Linked DNA regions of Mus musculus: regions 1 and 2 are each linked to region 3. A link is a contact called in public Hi-C and Micro-C data. All regions are on one chromosome and are shown on one strand. Each heading gives the region's core, a stretch centred on a gene start, on an enhancer-like site or on the middle of the called end of the contact. The rest is flanking DNA. Distances are from core to core; before and after follow the strand shown.

Region 1 (4,248 bases), core at 1,168-3,667, 370 kb after region 3:
TGCAGGATAGTGACGGGGTGTGGGATGCTTGTGAGAGGAGCCGTGGAGGTGGCTTTGTGTCAGGGCCAGCCTCTGGGTAAGTCCTGGCAGGGACAAGGCCTGGCTGCTCTCAGCTCCCTGAGTGATGGTGGCTCTCCTAGTCTTACTCAGTCTTCCAATGTCCCCCCAAACAAGAGGCATAGCCAGGCTGGGGAACAGTGAAAGGCATCCCAGCTGAGGTAAAGAAGGACAGGGTCCCCTTATAGGTGCCTGAGGTCCAAATCCACAGCCAGGTACAGTGTGCCCTGTTTAGACTGGGGGCTCATGAAGTTTGAGATGGTGCCTGCCCATGGCTGTGCACACACACACACACACACACACACACACACATACAATCTATTATCTTATATAGATAAATCTGGCATTTGAAAAAATAGGGAATGTGTCTGAACTATGAGAAAAGCACCAGTCAGCAGAGAAGCCCCAGCAGGGATGCATTTTCTCATGACAGTTCAGGGACTTCGGGCTGGAGCGTCAGATAGCCTGGAGGTTCAGAGTACTTACTGCTCTTGTCAGAGGACCTGAGTTTGGTTCCCAGCACCACATGGCAGCTCACAGCTATATTAGCACTGTTTTTCTGGCCTCTTCGGGGACCTGCACTCACATGCACACTCACACTCATACACACAATTAGAAATAAAACAGATCCTAGTTTTCATCTTTTGAGGCCGGGTCTTGATATATATATATAGCTCGGGTTGGTTATGAATTCTTGGCAATTTTTCTGGCTTAGCCTTCTTTGTTCTGTGACCACGGGAGTATGATGCTATACCTGCCTTTAAAAGTACAATTTGTGGGGCTGGAGAGATGGCTCAGTGGTTAGGAGCACCGACTGGTCTTCCAGAGGTCCAGAGTTCAAATCCCAGCTACCACATGGTGGCTCACAACCATCTATAATGGAATCTCATGCTCTCTTCTGGTGTGTCTGAAGACAGCTACAGTGTACAGTGTACTCATATACATAAAATATGTCCTTTTCTTTTTTTTTTTTTTTTTTTTTGGTTTTTCAAGACAGGGTTTCTCTATGTAACCTTGGCTGTCCTGGGACTCACTCTGTAGGCCAGGCTGGCTTCGAACTCAGAAATCCTCCTGCCTCTGCCTCCCGAGTGCTGGGATTAAAGGTGTGCACCACCACGCCTGGCTCATAAGTCTTTTTAAAGACAAAAATAAAATATAATTTTAAGTCCCACATGTCTCGAATAAAAGGCCAACCCCACTCAGTCTGGGCTCTGAGGTGGTCCACAGTTGGGCATCTGGGAAGTCACAGGGAAGGTCCTCCCAGAGAGCTGTGGGATGGCCCAGTGCCAGACTGCAGCCACAGTCCTCTGATCCCAAGGAGGCCAACTCTTGAAGGGTCCCAGTGTGTGATTTTCTCGTCTCTCAGTCTTCTGCCCTCTCTGATTTTTCTTTAAATAGCACAACAGCAGCAAAGCCAACCAGTTACTTCTCATTTTAAATTCTCACTCTGTCTCCAAATCCCAGCTGAAAGGCAAACTCCCTGGCCAGAGCACTCAGTCTCCACTCAAAGGCAACCCCCAGCCTTCACACGCTCCCTTCTGCCCCTATGCTGGACCCAGAGGGCCACGCACGGGAAATAGAAGGGATCATCTCCGGGCTTTGTAGATATGGCTGCAGCAGCAGAAGACATAAAGAGAGACTCAGGATCCTTCTCTGTCCTGTTCTCCACAACCACACCTGGCCCAGAGACACCCCTCCCCCCAGATTCCCACAGGTCAGTTACTGGCCCAGGCCTCTGGGTGGCACTACCAGTCCTAGGCTGGAGCAGTCCCTGCCTTGCCCCGCCCCGCCCTTTCCACACCTCTCGGGACTCTTCTCATATATCCCCCTGGGGTGGCAGCCAGGACCAGGCTTCCAGGAAGGGGAGAGCCCAAAATATCTCTTCTGTCCTGTTCAAAGTAGCCCCACGGCAGGCTGAGACCGATGTACATCCCACGTTCCCTAATTGGGGGTGGACGGGACAGAGGACCACTCTGGGAAAAGGCCCTTGTTTGTACAAGGAAGGGCCAAAGGTCTCAGATCCGTGTCACCGCAGAGTCTGTGTGAAAGTGGCGCTGGCCTTCAGAGAACCACATTAGGGAGAGCTTTATGTTTGTATAGGGAAGGACAAAGGTCTGGGAACGATGTTACCACAAGAGCTGAGCAAAGTGAGACTGTCCTTCACACATCGGGGTGGGCAGTGTGGGTGAAGAAGCCACTGGAGGAAGCAGGGCTTCGTTCTTTCCATGTTCACACAGAGAAACAGCCCCTGCCTGGGCCTCTGGCTCCCTTCCGCATCCTCACACACCCCTGAACGGGCCTCTTCTGTGCGCCCCTCCTGCTGAGGGGATGTAGAAGACCTTCACCGCCCTGACACCAGGGAGCCATTTGGCCAAGCCTGGCTGTACGGATGGGAAACTGTATGGAACAGGCCGTAGTCTGGACTGTGTCTCACGTAGCTGTCTGTTCTGCTCCCATGAGGGGTGAGAGCATCCAGCCACCTGGCTGCGTTTGCTGGGAACGGACGTCAGGAGCAGTGACTGGAAGGCAGGGGGCCTAGTTGGGGAGGGAGGAACTCTGCAGGCTTGAGGCACCTTCCACCCCATATGACTGCCCAAAAAAAATACCTTGCTCGGGAGAACAAGGACCCCTCTCACATCCCCCACGTTTTAGACGGCCCATTACCACAGTTACAGACTCCTGGCTGTCTTTGGGTCCCCTCTCCTCATACACAGCTGACTCTGCCAGCTTCCTCTGCCCGGCCCCCACACTGCCAAGGCTGATAGGATTGGGCCACGGGGAGGAGTGAACCCCCAGAACTATCCGTCAGAATGCCTGGACAATCAATGCCTGGGAACGTCTGTGCTTCCAAAAATTTGTTATCGGTCTTCCTCTTGGGCCTCCTGAGCAGCCTGTATTGAGGAAGTTTGGAACAAGCAGTATGGTTCCTGGGACATGAGTTATGACAAGCCTGTGGCTTCGTGACTGGAAGGACTGGGGCCCTGGAGGGATTTATCACTCTGAAGAGAACCTTCAGAGGGCTTCATTAGGCTGAAAACGATAATGAATAGGCTCCCCTTGCCTGCATTCATTCACAACGGCTCTCCTCTTATCTGTTCCCTACAGGAGCCACTCTCTGAGGAAATGCAGACATCCCGGGGATGAACTGGTAACTGCTGCAGAGTAGGCGCCTTCCAGCCCTCTTCCTCCTCCACGTTGGCGAGGCGAGGCCAGGAGACCCGCCGGCAGGGGGCGCAGCCAGCTCGCCGAGAGCAGGGGCGCTAGGCGGGGCAGGTGTGCTGCCCGGGGAGCCAGCGGGACCCAGGGTGGTAGAAAAGTTGAGGCACGCAAAGGGGGAGTAGGGCGAGCCTTCTGGGGCCTTCAGGCCTGCACTGCCTTCCAGATAACCACATCCGGCCATGTATGGATATAAGCCAGATGCCGCCATCTCCCCCACTCTGTTTCTTTTTCTTTTAGAAGTGGTTTAAAGAGTAACACTGACTCTCTTCCGCACGACACTTTAAGGAGTGAATCCTCCTTCCACCCCAGTCCCCGCCCACTCAGCAGAGGTGAATGCAGTAACAGTTTCTTGTGTGATCTTCCTGAAACATCTATGTCTGTGTAAACATATACATAGAAAAGTGGATCTGGTACGTTCCCTTTCACACTACATAAATGAGTTCATTATATACACACTGTTCTGTCTGGAGCCTTTCTTTCTTTCTTTCTTTCTTTCTTTCTTTCTTTCTTTCTTTCTTTCTTTCTTTCTTTCTTTCTTTTTTTTTTTAAATCTTACCACTACTCATCTTGGGGATATGTGAATGTATTTTCCCTGTCTGTGTTAAACGGAACAGACGCAGGAGTGGGAGGGGGACTTGCTAAGGAGGAGAACTGCCTTTAAACTTCTACTTCTGTGTCTCTCCTCTATCTTCCCTACTCCAGCCACGCCCCACAGCACCCCACTCCTCTTCCTCTACCCCATCTCTGCCCCTTGGCCTTTCAGCTGTCGCCATGCCCTTCTTCCACCATGGCTGCCACGGTGACCGCTGGGGCTTCTTAAGGCTCTGACCTTGTAGCTTCACTTCTTGGAACCTGCCTGAGCTTTTCCTGTGGCAATGCCCAGTAAGGTCATGTTGGGGACCCCTCCAAGCTTCACCTCCTTAGGGACAGCTGCTCCCCTCACTCTTCTGAGACTCAGCTCCCAAAATAGCC
Region 2 (4,210 bases), core at 135-2,634, 300 kb before region 3:
AGAGGGAGAGGGAGAGGGAGAGGGAGAGGGAGAGGGAGAGGGAGAGGGAGAGGGAGAGGGAGAGGGAGAGGGAGAGGGAGAGGGAGGAGAGGGAGAGGGAGAGGGAGAGGGAGGAGAAGAAGGAGGAGAAGAAGGAGGAGAAGGAGAAGGAGAAGGAGAAGAACAAGAAGAAGAACAAGAAGAAGAACAAGAAAAAGAACAAGAAGAACAAGAACAAGAACAAAAAGAAGAAGAACAAGAAGAAGAACAACAACAACAACAAGAACAAGAACAAGAAGAAGAACAAGAAGAACAAGAGCAAGAAGAAGAAGAACAAGAACAAGAAGAAGAACAAGAAGAAGAACAAGAAGAAGAACAAGAAGAAATAGTATCAGTTGCTGAGGCTTTAGGGAAGTTGTGTATTGGAATGTTGGGAGAATGTCCACTCACCTTTGGTTTCCTTCCAGACAGCTGTTAATCAGTTCTGTTCCGATCTGCCTTCCTCCCAGGGTACTGGGGGAAGCCACTGGGACGTTATCTCATGGCCAGGTTTAGGGGACCTACAATGCCTTTCACCCACCCTCCATGGAACACCAAAGCTTTCTGCATCCCATTTTGGTACCCAAGCCAGGTTGCCAGGGCTCAGTTCTTACTGTGCCTTTGTCTTTAGGCCCAAGGCAGCCTTATTGACCCATCTCTTCATGTACATGCAACCTTTCCCACCCAAGCAGGCAGGGAGAAGCAAGAGGCCCTGCTCAGGACTGCTTCAGGAAGCTAGCTCTGCCGTGCTCTCCCATGAACCATGCAGTAGGTAGAAGAGGCCTGCCACCCACTTCCTGGTTTTGCAGGTCTCTACCATGGTTAGGTGCTCCAGGGGTTGTCCTACTGAACTGGGGCTGTCCTACTAGGCTACTAGGTTCACTTAGCAATATTTGCACTGTGTCCCCTCCTCCAGTGGGCTTCTGTCCCTCCCACATGAAAGCAACTCCTGCTTCACCCCTTATCATCCTTAATCAGGTAGCTTCCTTCTGTGGTCTACACCCTCCATTATCTTGCTGTCCACAGAGGCTCTTTCCATGAAGGGACCCTGGAAATGCTCTTTGGAAAGCAACATGCCGGTCCTTGTAGCTGGGCCCCAGCCAGCCAGCTGCAACCTCTCCCACTTCCCACTTCTGTGGGCTCCCGTGCAGTGTGTGTACCTGTGCACTGCAGTGGTGCGCTCTCTTAGACTGCTGTTCTCGGGGCTGGGGAAGTCTTGGGGGAAGTGACCTGGCCTATTGTTCTATGAGGCCACAGCTGAACTGGTCTCCCCGCCGCGCCACATCTGGGACTGTTTCTCCTGCGCCTAGCTTGGCTCCTGGCACCTATGTATGGTTAGCAGCTGATAAGCACTTTTAACTCTAGACTCAGGGGATGTGCTGCCCTCTTCTGACCTCCTCTGACATCTGCATGCATATGCATACACCCTGGGTTCCTTATGCACTGTCAAGGCTAGGAAAACCGTGACCCAATACATTGACAGATTCTGAATGGCTTAAATTTGGCTTTTTATTCTGTGCAATGAGAGACTGGACTTTAGCTATTACTTCCGAGCTATACCAGGCTCTGGCAAGACACAGATTATAAGTGGCCCTGTCCTTTGGTGCAGAGGATCCTTACAGAAGCAGGCTGGTGAGCTTTGTCCCCAATCCAGGTCCATGAACATCTGGGGGCTCCTACTGCAAGTTACAGGTAAAGCCCACATAGAAACAAGCAGAAAACATACAGGTTAGAGTGTTCTGGGGTATTTTCATGGACATCATAAAGTCCAAACCCAAGGGCAGTGGATTGAACACTAGAGACCAGTGAATTTAGGTCTCCTGTTGACAGCCAGACCTCTTCTTACACCCCTGTGCTTCCTAGAAATGTATTATCACACTCCCCTTGACAACCAGAACTGCCTACTTGCTGGGACTCAGACTTTAGGTCAATTGCCCAAAGCCATGCATGGAGCCCTGTCAGTATGGGCTTGACTGGATTAGGAATCCCTAGAAAGTTGGTGGAGTTCTGTTCTGGGTGTGTCTCTGTCTCCAGGGCAGCCCTGCCCTCAGCACTCAGAGACAGGTCTTCCTTGTATTGCCAGGACTTGAATGCCCCAGTAGTCCTGAGTTCCCAGGGCTGAGTTATACCAGGGCTTTTCTGGCTCTGAGACTTTTGAACTAGAACTGAGGTACGCTACTGGCATCCCAAGTCTTTGCCACCATAATGACAGGGTCAAGGCCCAGCCAAACTCCTCCGTGCTCACCTGCCACTGGAGGCTGAGGTCAGTCCCTATCCTTTCTTTCCAGCTAACAACCTAAGAAGCGCTGAGGGGGCAGATGGGGAAGAAGAGCAGAACTTTCTGCGACCTGCCAGTGGCATAAATAACTGTTTAAAGCGTGGGTCTTTAGCTAGGACACTCTTCTTCTTTTTTTTTTTTTAAAGATTTATTTATTATTATATATTCGTACACTGTAGCTGTCTTCAGATGCACCAGAAGAGGGTGTCAGATCTCAATAATGGGTGGTTGTGAGCCACCATATGGTTGCTGGGATTTGAACTCAGGACCTTCAGAAGAGCAGTCAGTGCTCTTACCCGCTGAGCCATCACGCCAGCCCCTAGGACACTCTTCAGTTACCAGTGAACCTAAGGTGATGCCCCGGCACGCGGCTAGCTCTATTCCTTCCTCTGCTCTGCTGCGGTCAGTGTGGGTTCCCTCCATGTCCGCTCTGGATTCGCCCGCTTCTGCCTTCTTCCCCACCCTCCTCCTTCCTGCTCCTTCTTACAACTGATCAGCAGCAGTGAGTGATGCAACTCTAGATTGCCTTAGGCCGATGAGGAAGGACGAATATTTATAAAGTAGAAAATCCAGTGGTGGGCCATTGAAATGACAATACCAGGATCCTGCCGGCACTTGGCTGTCTATAGGTACAGAAATAACAACCGAAAAACACGGAGACATACCTTTACACAATGAAAAGAAAAGGTTCCCCTAACAGGGAAGGAAGCCGAGAACTTGTCAGCTGAGGGATAGAGGCCCTGGGAAGCCAACCGACCGAGCCTTTTCCTTACCGTGGCCCAGTGTTCAGAAAGCCTGACTAAGCCTCCTGCCCCAGCCTGGGTCTTCTGCTACATTTCTGGTCGCAGGCAGATGGGAAAGTCCGGAAATTCCCCAAGCCCCCCAAGCCCCGCAAGCCCGGGCTGCTGAGCTGGTTTTTTTGCCTGTGTCAATTTCCTTTTCACCATCTGTTCTTTGTCCCAGTTGGCTCCCCATCTTTACTACAAACTTTATGGTTGGTCAATTTAAAGACAGACATGAGAGAGCCAACAAGGAGAACTACCTGGTCACAGCCTGCCATATCTGCCTCATTGACTTCTCCAGAGCTGGCCTCCGTATCAGCTTCCTGGACAGCCAGCCCACTCCAAAGCAGCCCTGACCGCTTTCACAACTAGTAGAGAACTGAACTTCTAGTCCCAGAGGAGGCAGAGCTGAGCCTTTGCCCACAATTTGAGTCCGTAAATCTGCCATCCATCGGGACAGTGACATCAGTAAGCCAGGACCCGCCCTGCTGAGGACTTCCTGGTAAGCCAGGACCCGCCCTGCTGAGGACTTCCTGGACGGGATCCTGCCGTTTGCAGAGCCTTTCAAAGCCAAGCAGCAATGTGGTTGAACACAGAGGGCTTGTTCTCTTAAAGCAACCTCAGTATTACAGGCTCCGTTTAAAGCAGGAAGTGGCAAGCAGGGCCTGCTCCTATGCAAGCTGGTTCCTGAGGCGCGGTTGAGAAGACGGGCTCCTACGGTAGCCGTGCACCTGGCTCAGCATCCGTATGCTGCTGGTAGCTGGGCACACTCTCATCCCAGGCTGTCACTATCAATAACAGGGCTGCTCTGTGCAGCAGACTAGAGCCCGAAGAAAGTACCTAGCAAGCTCAAGGATATTTTGAGGAACTGGGACTGGGAGGCTGGGGCTGCCCAGTGCTGGTGGAGAAGGTGTTTTCTGATTGTTCCAGTGAGAGAAGGGACTATCCTAGGGAACTGTGCCTGGCAGCGAGGAGGGAGCCGGGGAAGGCAGGAATACAGGGCATCATGCCCTAGTTAGGAATGGCTCAGGAAACCATGAGTGTGTGTGTGCTCCAGAAAATACACCAAGGCAGTCGACGCCTTGCTTCAGCCCCTAAAGCTCAGCACATTGGACAGAATCCAGTTCCGGGA
Region 3 (4,233 bases), core at 946-3,445:
CAAGGTGAGCAGAGAGGATGCCTCAACCCATTCACCCATCTGCCCATTCCTAAGACTGACCCAACAGGGATAGCACCATCCAGCTGCCAGTCACCAGTCACCTGCTGGGGACTGCTCTGAGTCACTCCTCAGGCTGTCCTAGGGGCTTGACCTCTGACACCAGGCTCTGTAGAGGTCACACAGCAAATCAGCCCAGAACAGAGACTGGAACCTAGGGCTTCAAACCCTGTCCAAAGTTCTCCATTAGTCACATGACGAGTTCTGAGGCAGGATGGGAGGTGAGAGGGGACCCTGGGACAACTGTGGACCAACACAGTTTGCAGCTCTGACCATCAGAGTCTTAAACTGGAAGGGCTGCCCTGGCCTTTGACTGAACATTTCTGCAGGATGCTTTTTGTGGTTCTCAGACTCACGCCTTCTCACTCCCTGCAAGCCTCTTCCTGCTAACCCAGTGCTAACTTCATCTCCCCCAGCTTAGCCTGTGGGTCTTCTCCTGGAAGCTGTGGGGAATTCTTGTGGACTGTGTCCAAGCCCTGCTGACTGACTGCTGTCCCTCTCTCCCATCCACTCATTCATTCACTTATCCGTCCATTCACTCTCCGGGATGCTGCTACGGGGATGGTGCTAATGACGATACCCAGTACACAGTCAGTATTCTATAAATGGCAGCCACTGCAGGCCAACCAGATGCTCAAGGCCGAGAGAGAGAGAGAGAGAGAGAGAGAGAGAGAGAGAGAGAGAGAGAGAGAGAAGAGAGAGACAGAGAGAGAGACAGAGAGAGAGACAGAGAGAGAAAGAGAAAGTAAGTCCTTGTCCGGACTGCTTCACACTGAATTCTGCTCTTGGCCTATGTGGGTCCCTCACCTGACCTCCAGCCTATGAGAAGTTCTTACAGGCCATGGCCCCAGGCATCCCTGACTTCCCACTTCACTACTCAGGAGCCAGCACACAGAGCAGGCCACAGGAATGAACACATGTGAGACAGGAACTTGGGAGGGTCCTTGGTGCTGCTCAGGAGCCCCTCGCCCTGCGCCTGCATCTGCCACTGTGCTTGCTTTCCAGAGCCGCCCTGATTATAGTGAGCTGTGGGAAAATTAAGGGTTTGCAGGAGGCTGCCAGGCCCTGCTGCTGCCTCCCCGCCCTGCTTGTCACAGATGCCAGGCAGAGCCGTCCCCAAAGGCCACTTGCCCTACTGGGCTGCCCAGACACAGCACAGAAAAGGGGCTTCCTCCTAGAGACCTTCTCATAGCCTAGACTTGAGAGTAGCAAAGACCACTTACTCCTGGACAGTGGGGGAACTGAGGCCCAGAGAACCTAAGAGAGCATCCCATGGCCTCCAGGGGCCCAGGGTATTGGGACCTCAGGATAAGGGAATCCAGAAAGATGATGTCCCCCACATGTGCCCAGGGACTGCACTGGTGGACCAACCCTGGGCATCAGGGTTGCACACCTGCATGGCTCCTGTCTGTCTCTTGCAGCCAGCCCTTGCTCCAGGGGACCTTCCCAGCTCCCATCCTGCTCCCTCAGGAGATTCCGAGATGTCGCCCACGCAGCTCTTGCCCCAAAGGAACCTTGTTCTGATGGGGTGGGCACACACGAGGAATGAAACACCTCTAAACCAGGCAGGAAACGGAAATGCTAGGGGCAGAAATTCCCAGCCAACGTGCAGGGGCTCTGTGAGCAGGTCAGCGCCTGCAGAGTGGCCCTGCCTGCCCAGCCTCAGTTTCCTCGCCTGTCCATGGGGAGGACTGCTGGCGGCCTGCTAGGGCGGCCGGAGATGAAGGTGCCCGAGGCATGCGCGGGCCCACGCGCGGCCCACGCTCGGGAAGCGGTCCCTGGCCAGTCTCCTTCCGGCTCTGCGGCCTCTCCAGGGCCGCCCCCCGAACGGGGTGGGCTCAGCCGGGCCCCCTACACCCGCCTTCCGCAAGTCCTCAGGCCGCACGCGCAAAGCAGCCGCGGAGGCCCGGCCGCCCCGCCCCGCGCGAGGGCCCCGGGCCCCGGCGCCACCCAGGGCCGCCGCGGGCGCGCGCAGGGACCGCCCCAGCGTGGTGCCCGCCGCCCAGCCCCGCCCCGCGCCCTGCCAGCCCGGCTCTCGGGTACTCACCGCCCGGCGAAGCCGGCCCGGCCGCCGGCCACCCGTCCACATGGCCCCGGCTCTGCGCGCCCGAGCCCGCGGCCGGGGCTCCCCAGCGCCCCGCTTCCCGCAGGGAGCGCCCGCCCCCCGCCCCCGGCCCGGCTCCCCGCCAGCCCCGGCCCCGCGCAGCCGCGGCTGCTCCGGCGCTTCCCCGCGCCGCGCCGGGCAGGGCGCACGTGGTGGGCGCGGGGCGCACAGGGCGCGGAATGGCGGCGCGCGGGGTGAATGAGTCCCGCGCGCATGAATGGCGGCGGGCATGAATGGAGGAGTGTGGGGTGCAACGCCTTGTGTCCCGGGCCCTGCTTGGGGGTGGGGTACCAGCATTTAGTAGGTACCTGCTGTGTACCGGCCACTCAGGTCCCCAGGGACTGACTTGGCAGTGAGAGACAGGTCCCTGCCCTCAGGGACCTTGCAGTTTACAGACAGGACAGTGACTTCCAAGGGTGTAGTCCACTGCTCTGCCCTTCAAGTTCTGGCCGATGCCTAGCCCCCATACCTGTCATGGGTTCCTTAAACTGCAGCAGCCCCCCTATATACTTCCAAGACTGGCCTGTAAATCTCTGTCTGGGAGCTCCATAATAGTGGAGGGGCTCCTTCTTTCCAAGAAGTAATCCAAAAGGAATCATGACTTCAGGAGGGCAACTGTGACTGTGGTAGAGCATCCCTCTCTGGCCCCAGTAGCGCTCAGGACTTGTCAGGTTATTCTGGCCCTGGGTGAGACACTGGCATAGTGGTGCTGATAGTCCCAACCAAACTGGAGCACGTATGGAAGCTAACTAGCATAAGTCCCGAGAAACCAGGGTCCCCCTTCTGCCCCGGGAGCATCTTTCCAGTCTAGTAGAGTCAATCACATGGGGCCAGGAAGGATCTGGGGTGGGGGAAAAAGACAGCAGAGCCTACCTTTGGCTTCTCTCAGGGCCTGTGGGCTGAACGGTTGAGTGTTAATGGTTTCCGAGGGAGATAAGGGGATACTAGCAGCGACTACAGCACGTATGTTGACATTGTACTGTGGTAAACATACATGTCAAGAGTTAGCATTTTAATCACCTTTAAGTGTACGGTCCAGGGGCAGCGAGGACATCCATGCTGTCACGGGGCTGTCACCACCATCCACCCCTCGGCCTTATGTGCTGTGTACATTGCAGCTTCTCTCTCCTTTAATTAGGGGAGTAGCTGGTGCACTCAGGCACTGTGACAGCACAGGAAAAGTGTGCTGACAGCGAAGGAAGAGAGAGAGGCAATAAAAGTGAGTCTCCAGGAGGAACAGGCAGACACGGGGGTGGGGGTGGGGTAGAAGTTAGGAGTGTCCCTTATCTTCCCCAGGGACATTACTCTGTAATAGGTGTGGAAGGGGAGGGTTCAGTGAGCCTCAGGATGCTCCTCCTAACTCTAGGAGTATGGACCACAACTGAGGCAGGTACAAGAAGGCAGCCCTGGCCCACGGTGGCCAGCTTATGCTAACTTCTGACTCACTGTGGATGTGTCTCTTGCTCTGGGGATCTGAGTTAACCCATGCTGAAGTTAGAGGTAGCATGGGCCACCAATCCTGATCACTGCGGTCCTCCTGACAGAGATGGAACAGTCCTTAAAGTCCTACTTTCCCCCATACAGGCCTCCAAAGGCCTGAAGGGAAAAACAGAGAACACAGATGTAGCCCATAGAACTGGGTTCTGTCTATATTTCCTGCCCTGGGCTGTAGCCTTCCCTTAGAGATGGGTCCTGCTCAGGTGAAGCCAGAACGCTGTTCTCCTCTGCCCTGCCTCCTCTGCTGCCAATGCACAGATGGCTAGAGAGGAAGGGGAGGGGCCAATGGCTCCTGCCTGCTATACTTCGGAAGTCTTCAGACTCAGGCCAGGCTTGCTTGGGAAGGCTTCAACCTTCAACTCTAGAGTTGTTCCTAAGGTCTTGTTTCATCCCTCCCTCACTAGACTCCCTTCATCTCCCACCAGTGGGAGGGGACAGGGAGACAGCTGTCCCTGGCTGTGGGTCTTTTGTCCCTGTCACACTCCATGTGAAAGGTGGTACTGCTCCCTTTGCAGACAGTACAACGGAAGCTTAGAGGTTATGCCCCTTCCCAGAGGCCACTAGCAAGGAGAAAG

Evidence for each region. Hi-C and Micro-C count contacts between places; a contact is called where the count stands out from the background.
Region 1: a Micro-C map of B cells shows a contact between it and region 3, with 1.8 times the contacts expected there. The contact joins the enhancer-like site here to the promoter of Begain in region 3. A contact is called at or near these places in 3 of 39 promoter capture datasets (the C10 cell line, embryonic stem cells and hippocampal neurons), 1 of 15 datasets of contacts at CTCF or cohesin (large pre-B cells), 6 of 484 Hi-C or Micro-C datasets (the 63-12 cell line, B cells, the C10 cell line and 3 more), 4 of 115 datasets of contacts at active chromatin or transcription factors (embryonic forebrain, embryonic stem cells, forebrain and 1 more) and 1 of 9 other capture datasets (adipose tissue).
Region 2: a Hi-C map of the Ba/F3 cell line shows a contact between it and region 3, with 2.6 times the contacts expected there. The contact joins the enhancer-like site here to the promoter of Begain in region 3. A contact is called at or near these places in 1 of 39 promoter capture datasets (hippocampal neurons), 3 of 484 Hi-C or Micro-C datasets (the Ba/F3 cell line, the C10 cell line and the HPC-7 cell line) and 1 of 9 other capture datasets (embryonic stem cells).

Annotation. Positions count from the first base shown.
Region 1 is chr12:109,434,629-109,438,876 of GRCm38.p6, forward strand. No RefSeq gene overlaps it. Among named protein-coding and RNA genes, the nearest start is that of Dlk1, 17 kb to the right of the region's middle. Within about 2 kb of position 2,418, at least 94 of the 459 cell types and tissues checked have an H3K27ac peak or open chromatin away from gene starts, as enhancers often do. A contact at or near this core is called in the 63-12 cell line, B cells and pro-B cells, where this site is marked.
Region 2 is chr12:108,762,332-108,766,541 of GRCm38.p6, forward strand. Gm33682 (a long non-coding RNA gene) reads right to left here. Exons shown (of 2, transcript XR_381914.3): 1 at 430-4,210. Among named protein-coding and RNA genes, the nearest start is that of Gm33682, 2.9 kb to the right of the region's middle. Within about 2 kb of position 1,385, at least 84 of the 459 cell types and tissues checked have an H3K27ac peak or open chromatin away from gene starts, as enhancers often do. A contact at or near this core is called in the Ba/F3 cell line and the HPC-7 cell line, where this site is marked.
Region 3 is chr12:109,066,022-109,070,254 of GRCm38.p6, forward strand. Begain (brain-enriched guanylate kinase-associated) reads right to left here and starts at 2,196. Exons shown (of 7, transcript NM_001163175.1): 1 at 2,105-2,196. The coding sequence starts at 2,146.